Regions from separate parts of the Mus musculus genome. Here all the other regions are linked to region 2. Evidence: chromatin contacts called from public promoter capture Hi-C data. All regions are on one chromosome and are shown on one strand. Each heading gives the region's core, a stretch centred on a gene start, on an enhancer-like site or on the middle of the called end of the contact. The rest is flanking DNA. Distances are from core to core; before and after follow the strand shown.

The links. Promoter capture Hi-C pulls out the DNA fragments that hold promoters and counts their contacts.
Region 1: a promoter capture Hi-C map of the C10 cell line shows a contact between it and region 2. The contact joins the enhancer-like site here to the promoter of Hmgcll1 in region 2. A contact is called at or near these places in 5 of 39 promoter capture datasets (the 3T3-L1 cell line, the C10 cell line and liver), 1 of 15 datasets of contacts at CTCF or cohesin (pro-B cells), 3 of 484 Hi-C or Micro-C datasets (brain, nephron progenitors and pancreatic cancer cells), 5 of 115 datasets of contacts at active chromatin or transcription factors (the 230-238 cell line, embryonic stem cells, large pre-B cells and 1 more) and 3 of 9 other capture datasets (adipose tissue, embryonic stem cells and liver).
Region 3: a contact with region 2 is called in a promoter capture Hi-C map of liver, with 3 times the contacts expected there. The contact joins the enhancer-like site here to the promoter of Hmgcll1 in region 2. A contact is called at or near these places in 3 of 39 promoter capture datasets (the C10 cell line, hippocampal neurons and liver), 1 of 484 Hi-C or Micro-C datasets (thyroid gland), 3 of 115 datasets of contacts at active chromatin or transcription factors (embryonic stem cells, large pre-B cells and pancreatic cancer cells) and 3 of 9 other capture datasets (adipose tissue, liver and pancreatic islet).

The regions. Positions count from the first base shown.
Region 1 is chr9:75,831,260-75,833,959 of GRCm38.p6, reverse strand. The region is part of intron 2 of Bmp5 (bone morphogenetic protein 5); the gene reads right to left. Among named protein-coding and RNA genes, the nearest start is that of Bmp5, 57 kb to the right of the region's middle. Within about 2 kb of position 1,284, at least 7 of the 459 cell types and tissues checked have an H3K27ac peak or open chromatin away from gene starts, as enhancers often do.
Region 2 is chr9:76,013,582-76,016,281 of GRCm38.p6, reverse strand. It overlaps Hmgcll1 (3-hydroxymethyl-3-methylglutaryl-Coenzyme A lyase-like 1), which reads right to left and starts at 1,305. Exons shown (of 9, transcript NM_173731.2): 1 at 1,100-1,305. The coding sequence starts at 1,207.
Region 3 is chr9:75,869,588-75,872,287 of GRCm38.p6, reverse strand. The region is part of intron 3 of Bmp5 (bone morphogenetic protein 5); the gene reads right to left. Among named protein-coding and RNA genes, the nearest start is that of Bmp5, 96 kb to the right of the region's middle. RefSeq lists an enhancer at 1-2,540. Within about 2 kb of position 1,362, at least 11 of the 459 cell types and tissues checked have an H3K27ac peak or open chromatin away from gene starts, as enhancers often do.

The DNA.
Region 1 (2,700 bases), core at 35-2,534, 180 kb after region 2:
ACGGACTTCTAAAATTCTGAAAAACATGAGTATCAGTATTCCAGAATATCTGATTCTGTGTCATATTTTAAAAATCAGCACTTGGGATCAGGTTATTCTTTGTTGGTTAAAGGAGATGCCTGGTGTCTTTTAGAAGGTTTAGTAGGACGCACTATACACACTCAGCATAACCACACATTCAATGCCTGTAGTATACACCCAAATCCCACACCATCCCCGTCAATGTGACAACCAAAAATACATTCAGACATTGACAAATGTTCCCTAGGGAGCTGTGGGGCCCCAGTTGAGAACCAGTGATAGAATAAAGCTTGATCCCTGTATACCAAGAAATGTAGGCTGTGCTTGACTGCTGCCTTGCACTAGCAGAATCAACTCCGCCCCCTTCCAGAGTCCTCCTCTGCTCTGCAAGTCTCATGAGGCCAGGAAATCTTCCAGTGTAGAAGCTGTCAACACACATTTATTTGGAAGAATGTCCACAGAAGAATCCCAAGTCTTAAAGAAGCACAAAGGGGGAGAGATGGTGTAAACGGGAAGCTGACTATGGACTGAAATGATGACAGCAGAGCTAAATACACCAAGGAGTGAAGGCAGCTAATGACCTTGGGCAGTCTAGCCTAAAATGTTTGTGCAGTGGAGTCCAGAAATGTATGCCCATAGAGCATCAGACTCCTAAAAGGCTCGCGCACGCATGTGTGTGTGTGTGTGTGTGTGTGTGTGTGTGTGTGTGTGTGTGTAAGTGTGTGTGTGTGTGTGTGTGTGTGTGTGTGTGTGTGTGTAAGTGTGTGTGTGTGTGTGTGTGTGTGTGTGTGTGTGTGTGTGTGTGTGTGTGTGTGTGTGGTGTGTGTGATGTGTGTGGTGTGTGTGTGTGTGTGTGTGTAATTTTTAATTCAAATGTAACACTTTAGTACAGCATCAGACACATGTGTCTGTTAAATGTACATCACAACCTTTGTGGCTGTTGATCAGTTTGTTTGTATAATATGATTTAATTAATAACATTTTAGGTATTTTAACATTTTAATGTATAGTATTTTAAAGTTAAAATCCAACCCTTCCTCTGCCTCTAGAAAGTTCCTATCCACCCTGAATGATAAGTCCCAGAGCCCTCCCCTGAAACCGGTCCCCCACCCACGTGAAGAACTCATTTCCCTTCATTCACATTTCCACATCACTTAGTGCATACTTACATCATAGTTCTTAGCACATTGTATTATTGTTATTAAAGTCTGTGTGAGGCAAGCTGTCTACATCCCATGTCCCCCAGGCTATGAGCTTTTGAGATCTTATTTACTCGGCCTTAGGCCCTCTGTGCTTGCTCAACAAAAGCGTGCGTGTGGCGCTCAGCTGCATGAGCTGGAAAATTTAATAGTGTGGAAACCTCATTTCTCAATAATGTCAATATATGAGGTGTGACTGAAGAGCGGTGCGTTCTGTATGAGATTTGGAGTTGTTGGTTTTATATAAAACGATTAAAATAAATGAAATGATAGAAAAATGTGTTACCTCTTTAGCAGGAAAAATAAAGACTTGGATACCTATCAGAACACTTCTTTAAATTGCACGCATTTAAATGTGCATAAGCATAAATCAGGAATGTAAGAGATGGTAGGAGTAAAATCTAGAATGTAAAGAGTTGTAGGTTACATAGACGAAACAAGTGGGAAAGTAGATGGCATTATGGCTCTATCCACTTTTCAGTGTGGTTAACACTGTTAGAGGATTCACAAGCTAGCTGGCTAATCGATCAGCTGAGGTCTCTTAAGTGAAACACCCAAACATCAGACAAAGTGATAGCAAAGTTTCCCCACACACATGCACATGAAGGCAGGACCTTACAAACAGAGAGCTCCCATATGAGATAATGCATATGTGCTATTAAAAGTACTGAACCAAAAAGTACAATCTATAAGAACCTCAACTGCTTCTGAAGTTTCCTGAAAATACATTAAAAATTTACAGTTCTGAGGCTAGAGAGATGGCTCACTGGTTAAGTGCACTGGTTGCTCTTTTAGAAGTCCTGAGTTCAATTCCCAGCAACCACCTGGTGGCTTGCAACCATCTGTAATAGGATCTGATGCCTTCGTCTGGTGTGTCTGAAGACAATGATAGTGTACTCTCATACATAAAATAAATAAATAAATAAATAAATCTTTCTGAAAAATTTTACAATTCTGGTACTAAAAGCTTTGAGATGTGACATACATTTTGAAAATATAAGAAAACTATTTTCTTTTCCTACCTCTATTTTAGTTAAGGAGCAGCAGGTATATATTCATATGTGCATATATATGACAAACTGCATACAGCAAATGATTTTGAAGATTTATTTAAATCTTAAAATTACTTTTTGTATTGCAATTCTTTCTCTTTTAACTGATCATACACTGTGGAATGTGGTCTTTTTTTTTTAACCTTGATTCCTGTCTCACAGAATTAAAGTTAAATTAGCATGAAAAAAATTCAATAAAATAAATAAAGAGAAAATATTAGTTCTAATTTTCATTGGGGAAAATTCCTTCCATAGCTTAAGAAATATAAGAGAAACATTTTTAAATCCTAGTATTTTGACATTCATCCTCACTCAGGAGCAGCTGGGAATTCTACTTAGCATATATGTAGTATAAAGTTTTTCCCCTCTACCCCTTTCTCTTTCTCTATACCTTTCTTTTTCTCTCTTCCTCTTTCTCTTTCATATGT
Region 2 (2,700 bases), core at 56-2,555:
ATCTACCTACAAATGACTTGATTTTGTTCATCTCTCTGAATAATAAACCATTGGGTAATTATGCCATATCTTCTGTATTGTATCCAGCCATCTGTTGATAGGCAGAATGCCCATTCTAGGACTTGGCTCTTGCAAATAGCTCCAGTCTCATACTCTAATTAATGGGGAGCAAACTATTTATAAAACCACCCACGAATGCTAAGTCCTACTTGTAGATCGAAGGCTTCGATTTCACATGTTGGAGCACTGAACTGAGACCACACCATAAGGATATGAATAACTCCTGTCAGAACTGTTGGTGTAACATCACATAACAAAGCTAGGCCAGCCCACTAAAATAAAAAAAAATAACAAGAACTACACTGTTCACAAAGTGAACAGGTGCCTAGAATTAAAAGGCTAATGATACCTAAGGCCTCACAAAGCCCTTGACTCATAACAGGTTTCAACATTTAGGTAACGACCATTACTGCTGTTTCCTGTTATGTTTAAAGTTTACGGTTTTATGTGAAAAGGAAATTTCTTTATATACCTTATGCTCACTTAACTGGCACGTTTGTTGGTAGTACATGGAATCATAAATACATAAACAATGAGTTGTCTTTATGAAGCTCTCAGGAAAATGCAGGAATAATTTTAGTCTGTAATGGTTTTATTCAAGCTTGTTTAATTTCATTAAGCAAAAACACTGTAGGGATAGTCAATGCTCTAACATACCATGTGATTTTAATCGTCGTCCTGTGCCTTCCTAGTGTGCCCTAGCTTCATCCTCTTTCTACCACACAAGGTGATATGTTTGTAGTCTGTTACACATTACAAGGAAGAAAGTGAGAACAAAAGCACCGCCCTTCCAAGAACACGCACAGACATGATCACTCCTGTTGGCGACCTGCAAAAGGCCTGGGGTAGGGAAACTGCTAGGCCAGCAAGGATGCGCCTGCTGTTCACAGCTGAGAAGATGAGAGGCTTTTCAGCCACAGACCCACACACTGACAATAGAACGGGCCTCAGGCAGGACCCTGGCTTACAGAGGTGACACAGACAAAAGGGATGACGGGAGGTGGATGGGGGTAGGGACGCCCTAGGCCCAAGGTGGTACCTGCGCCGCATCCAGCGCCCCTGCCACTGAGTCTCCGCTCCAGAGATGTTCGCGGAGAAGCTGCTGGTAGTTGAGGCAGTGCTTCGCAGCAGATGGTAGATTCCCCATAGCAGCAGCCTAGGTGCCGTGGGCGGTGCTGGATCCCACGGCCGGAGCCGAGAGCCGGGTGAGAGCCGGGAGCGCGTCCCGCGGGTGCCCGGGGTCCGAGCTGCACTGCGGCGGCGCGGTTCCTGGGCAACGCCCAGGCAGGGGTGTAGCGGGCACCTGAGTCCCGCGCTGAGAGCCAGATCCTGGATGGGGACAGTTAATTGAGGCAGGGTGGCACTCCCCCCCCCCCTCCGTAAAATATGGTGCTCTCAGGGCTGATTGTCTGCAGGTGCTCGCCTGAGTCAGAGCTCTAGGCAGGACCCAGGCCTCTGAGAGGAAGAAGCACTGGGCTCTCTACAGACATTCTCTCCTTCCCAGCCACAAGCCTGTAGGGTTGGCACTGTGAATCGGTTTGAGTTTATGTCAAAACTCTATTTAAAATTGCCGAGGCGCTTTGTGGTATTAAAAAACACAAACCCTAAATTAAGGGCGAGGGAGGGGGGTATATCGGAGGTAAACAAGCAAACCAAGAGTTGTCAGTAAGCCGATGGTGCAAGATAAATGTTGAAATGCTGAATTCTTTTTCGCTGTTTTACATTTATTGGTTTTAGTGGTTGTCTCCTTCCACTGTCACATGGGGTTAGGACTAGAACTTAACTGTCTGCTTCGGCGTCACCACAAGTTCCTTTACTATCCCCCTGGGTATGAAGAACTGTTTTTTTAAGAAGAAGAAAAAGAAGAAGAAGAAGGAGGAGGAGGAGGAGGAGGAGGAGGAGGAGGAGGAGGAGGAGGAGGAAAGAAAGAAAAAAGCAATAACTAAATTCATAAAGGCTTTTCTTTCATTCAAACAAAAACAACCTGTCAGAAGTTAGAAGTAATTATAAATTAAATAAATTTTAATGTATATATTTATAAAATATTTATAATATAAATGTATATTTAGTTTCTATATAAGTATGTTTGATTTATATATAAGTTTATATATTATAAATATAAATTATTGGATTTATATGATAGCCTTGGAATCAGATAACCCCTGCTTCATTCGGCCTACTTCATAAGCACACTTAGATTGCAACACTCTAATGCTCTTCAGCGTGGAGTCCATAGCTTGCAGCTGATAGCACACAATCGTCAGGAACAGTCTTGTGCAGGGAGAGCTAGCTGGCCCTACTGTTTCCACAGCTAGGAGGAATCAAGAGCGCCCAGGTGCACAAGCTTGCACAAAGGATGGCGTATATATACAACGACTAACTTCTGAGACATAATATGAACAGATTTTGAAGGGATTCACCACCCAGATTGGATAAAGAATATTTTTATTAATTCCTTGGCAATTTCATACAAGATCTTTTGAACACATTCACGCCCTGTACTCCAAATCCTCCCAACCACCTCTTCATCCCTTTTATCCAACTTTAGGATAGCTTGTTACATTTTTTTCCCCCCATCAAGTCCTGTTTGTGTTGCCCAACTATTTTGGGTAAAGGGAACTGCCCTGGTGGGTGCGCAAC
Region 3 (2,700 bases), core at 113-2,612, 140 kb after region 2:
CTTCTGACTTCTGCTACACCATCAATAATACATCTTCACCAGAACTCCTCTTGGATATCCTGCTGTTGACCTGTGTCATGGAGATCCTGCAGCTTTGGATCTGCAGGAGAGGCCCCTTCACATGCTTCAGCAGTTCATAGATGGGACAGATGTTGGGGTAGGCCAACTCAAAGCCCTGGGTTGAGGCCAAGGTGGTAGCTGAGTTGGTCAACCTGCCAGCTCTCCCATACCCACATCACCAGGGTGTATTCTCCCACTTTGCCCAGGAGAGGGGCTGGACAGGCACTCAGTAGAGTGGCCCTGCATCTCACCTGGGCAGTGCTGGAGAGATGGCCTCAGTAATGTGGAAATTCCTAAATTCCTCTCCCAGTGAGCTTCCATGAACTGAGAGTTGCCTGAGATTTCAGAAGACTCAAATGAAGTCTGATATAACTCTCAATACAGAAGGAAATCCTATGTGAGCTTATCAATGCTTGCTTGATTTGTACTTAGTTTATATCTTAGACCCTTGTTAATCTATACATATGGTTGCACACCAGAGAAAGAGGGAGAAACCAGAGTGTATTAAAAGTCAGGGTGTCCTAGGCTCTAGAAACTGAGGTGAATTAAACTGCCTTTCCCATGGAGTAGCAATAATATTTATAATTGTACCAGTATGTTTGGAGTACTTCCTCTGAGTATACTATATAATTTTCTGGGTGCTTTCTATGCATTATTTAAATATGGTTTCACAAACATTATAGGAGTTAGTTACTACTATGCTTCCAATTTAAAGTAATTGTTACTTTAAATTATATGTTTATATAAAATGAAACTAGATGATGTATATAATATATATGTAGTTAATATATAGTCTACGCTATATAGACACAAAGAAAACCATTGATTGGTTTCTAGTTCCATGGAAATCACCCCCCACCCAAAAAATAAAGGTGAACTATTTAGTTTTCTGCTGTAGCTTTACATGGGAATTACTCAGACTTATTGCAGTTACTAGTCTAGATATGAAGTTACTGATCCTGTAAGGGTAATATATAACATGGCTTGAAATATGTGCATGATTGACTCTGGCTTGCCCCTTGAGAAATGTGCATGTTTTCTTAAAATATTTATTCAGCCAAGACTATGAAGCAACCTCCACTACAAGGTCCACTACAAGACCAAACCAACCGAAGAATAAAGAAAAGGGAAGCAAACCCCTAAGACAGCATCAGTGTCATTTGACCAAATAAGCCCTTGTTTTTAAGATCGTGTATTTTGGCAACATAAGCAGGTTTTTGTGCGCATGAATTGTACAGAGAGACTTTCTACCATCAGAAAATAAGTGTGTGTTGCAAGAGTTCACACAGCTGTTGTGAGGGACACAGAGGTCCTTCACATGTTGCGATGCTAGTTCTTAAAAGAAAGTTTGCACCAATCCAGGCAACATGGGTATCGTCAACAATTGTCCTATAGCAGAGAAAAGTTATCCCACAAGCCCTTCTGCAGTCAGTCCTACCAGGAGAAGGCTTACAAATAACCCAAGCAGTAAACCTTAAACAAATAAGCATACAAGTTTTCCTTTCAAATGCAAACTTATGGTGGCTCTGGGCCAGAGTGTATATACTTCTTAGAAAAACTTTATCATTGGCATAAATGAAAGAGGCAGTTTGATTTGTGGTTAGAGTAGTTTCCATTTTACTTCCACTGTAGCAAATGTATTAATTCAGCTCAGACTTCCTCCTTCTGGCAGTCCTTGTGCTGTAAAAAGAGAAATTAGAAGTTCCAGCCAAATACCATACCTTGAACTGAGCCACTTCAATACATAAACACTTTTACAACGTGTTTATTCAGGTGTAGCCCTTGAAATCGGTTTAAGAGTTTCCAGCAACAGAGAGCTCAGCAAAAGAAAAGAAAATGCAAACTGAGAAACTTGACTGCTGTGGAATAGAACTGGCAATCTGTTCTTCATTTTTTTTTTGTCCTGTTTTGAAATATAACATAAAAAAGTATTTGTTGAAACTTTTACTTTGATATTTTAACGAAGTGTTAATTTAACAGTAGCTAGACTTTACTTGTATATGTTGATGACTGCAGGGACCATTTTTAATATATGATCTTTCTGATTCTGAAACCGGTTACTGTAAAGGACTTCACAGTGGGAAAAAAAAGGTTTTCTAGTCATTACAATATGCATTGACTTTTATAATTAAAAAAGCACTTAACTCCACATTCCAAGTTTCCTTCTGTTTGCAATGTTTCTTTTTTTTTTTCTTAATTCCAAAGATTCTCAGTATTTTTGGTTTTAGCTATAGAAAAATAATACTGCCTTAAAAATTTATGTTCATAGAATATATTACATATAATTAAAATAGTGAAATTTTTAAAATTTAATTTATCATTTTTAATCTTATAATTAAATCTATAGTATATGTTAGGTATTGGAAATATGAAATAGATGGAGCCTAAACCATTATAATTATTATTATTTAAGAAAACTGTGGGGAAAAAAAAAGAGAAAACTGTGGTTTTTATATTACCAAAGCTCTTCAAAGCTGTCCTTGTTTGTATTCATTTCCAAGTTAGAAAAATAGACACAAGGACTGAAAAACAGATTGAATATGTAATGGAAATTAAATTGGGATGTGAAATTAAATGACCATTAATATAGGGAAGGTAAAGATGTTAGCCTGAATCCACAGTTGGGCACATTAGGACTCA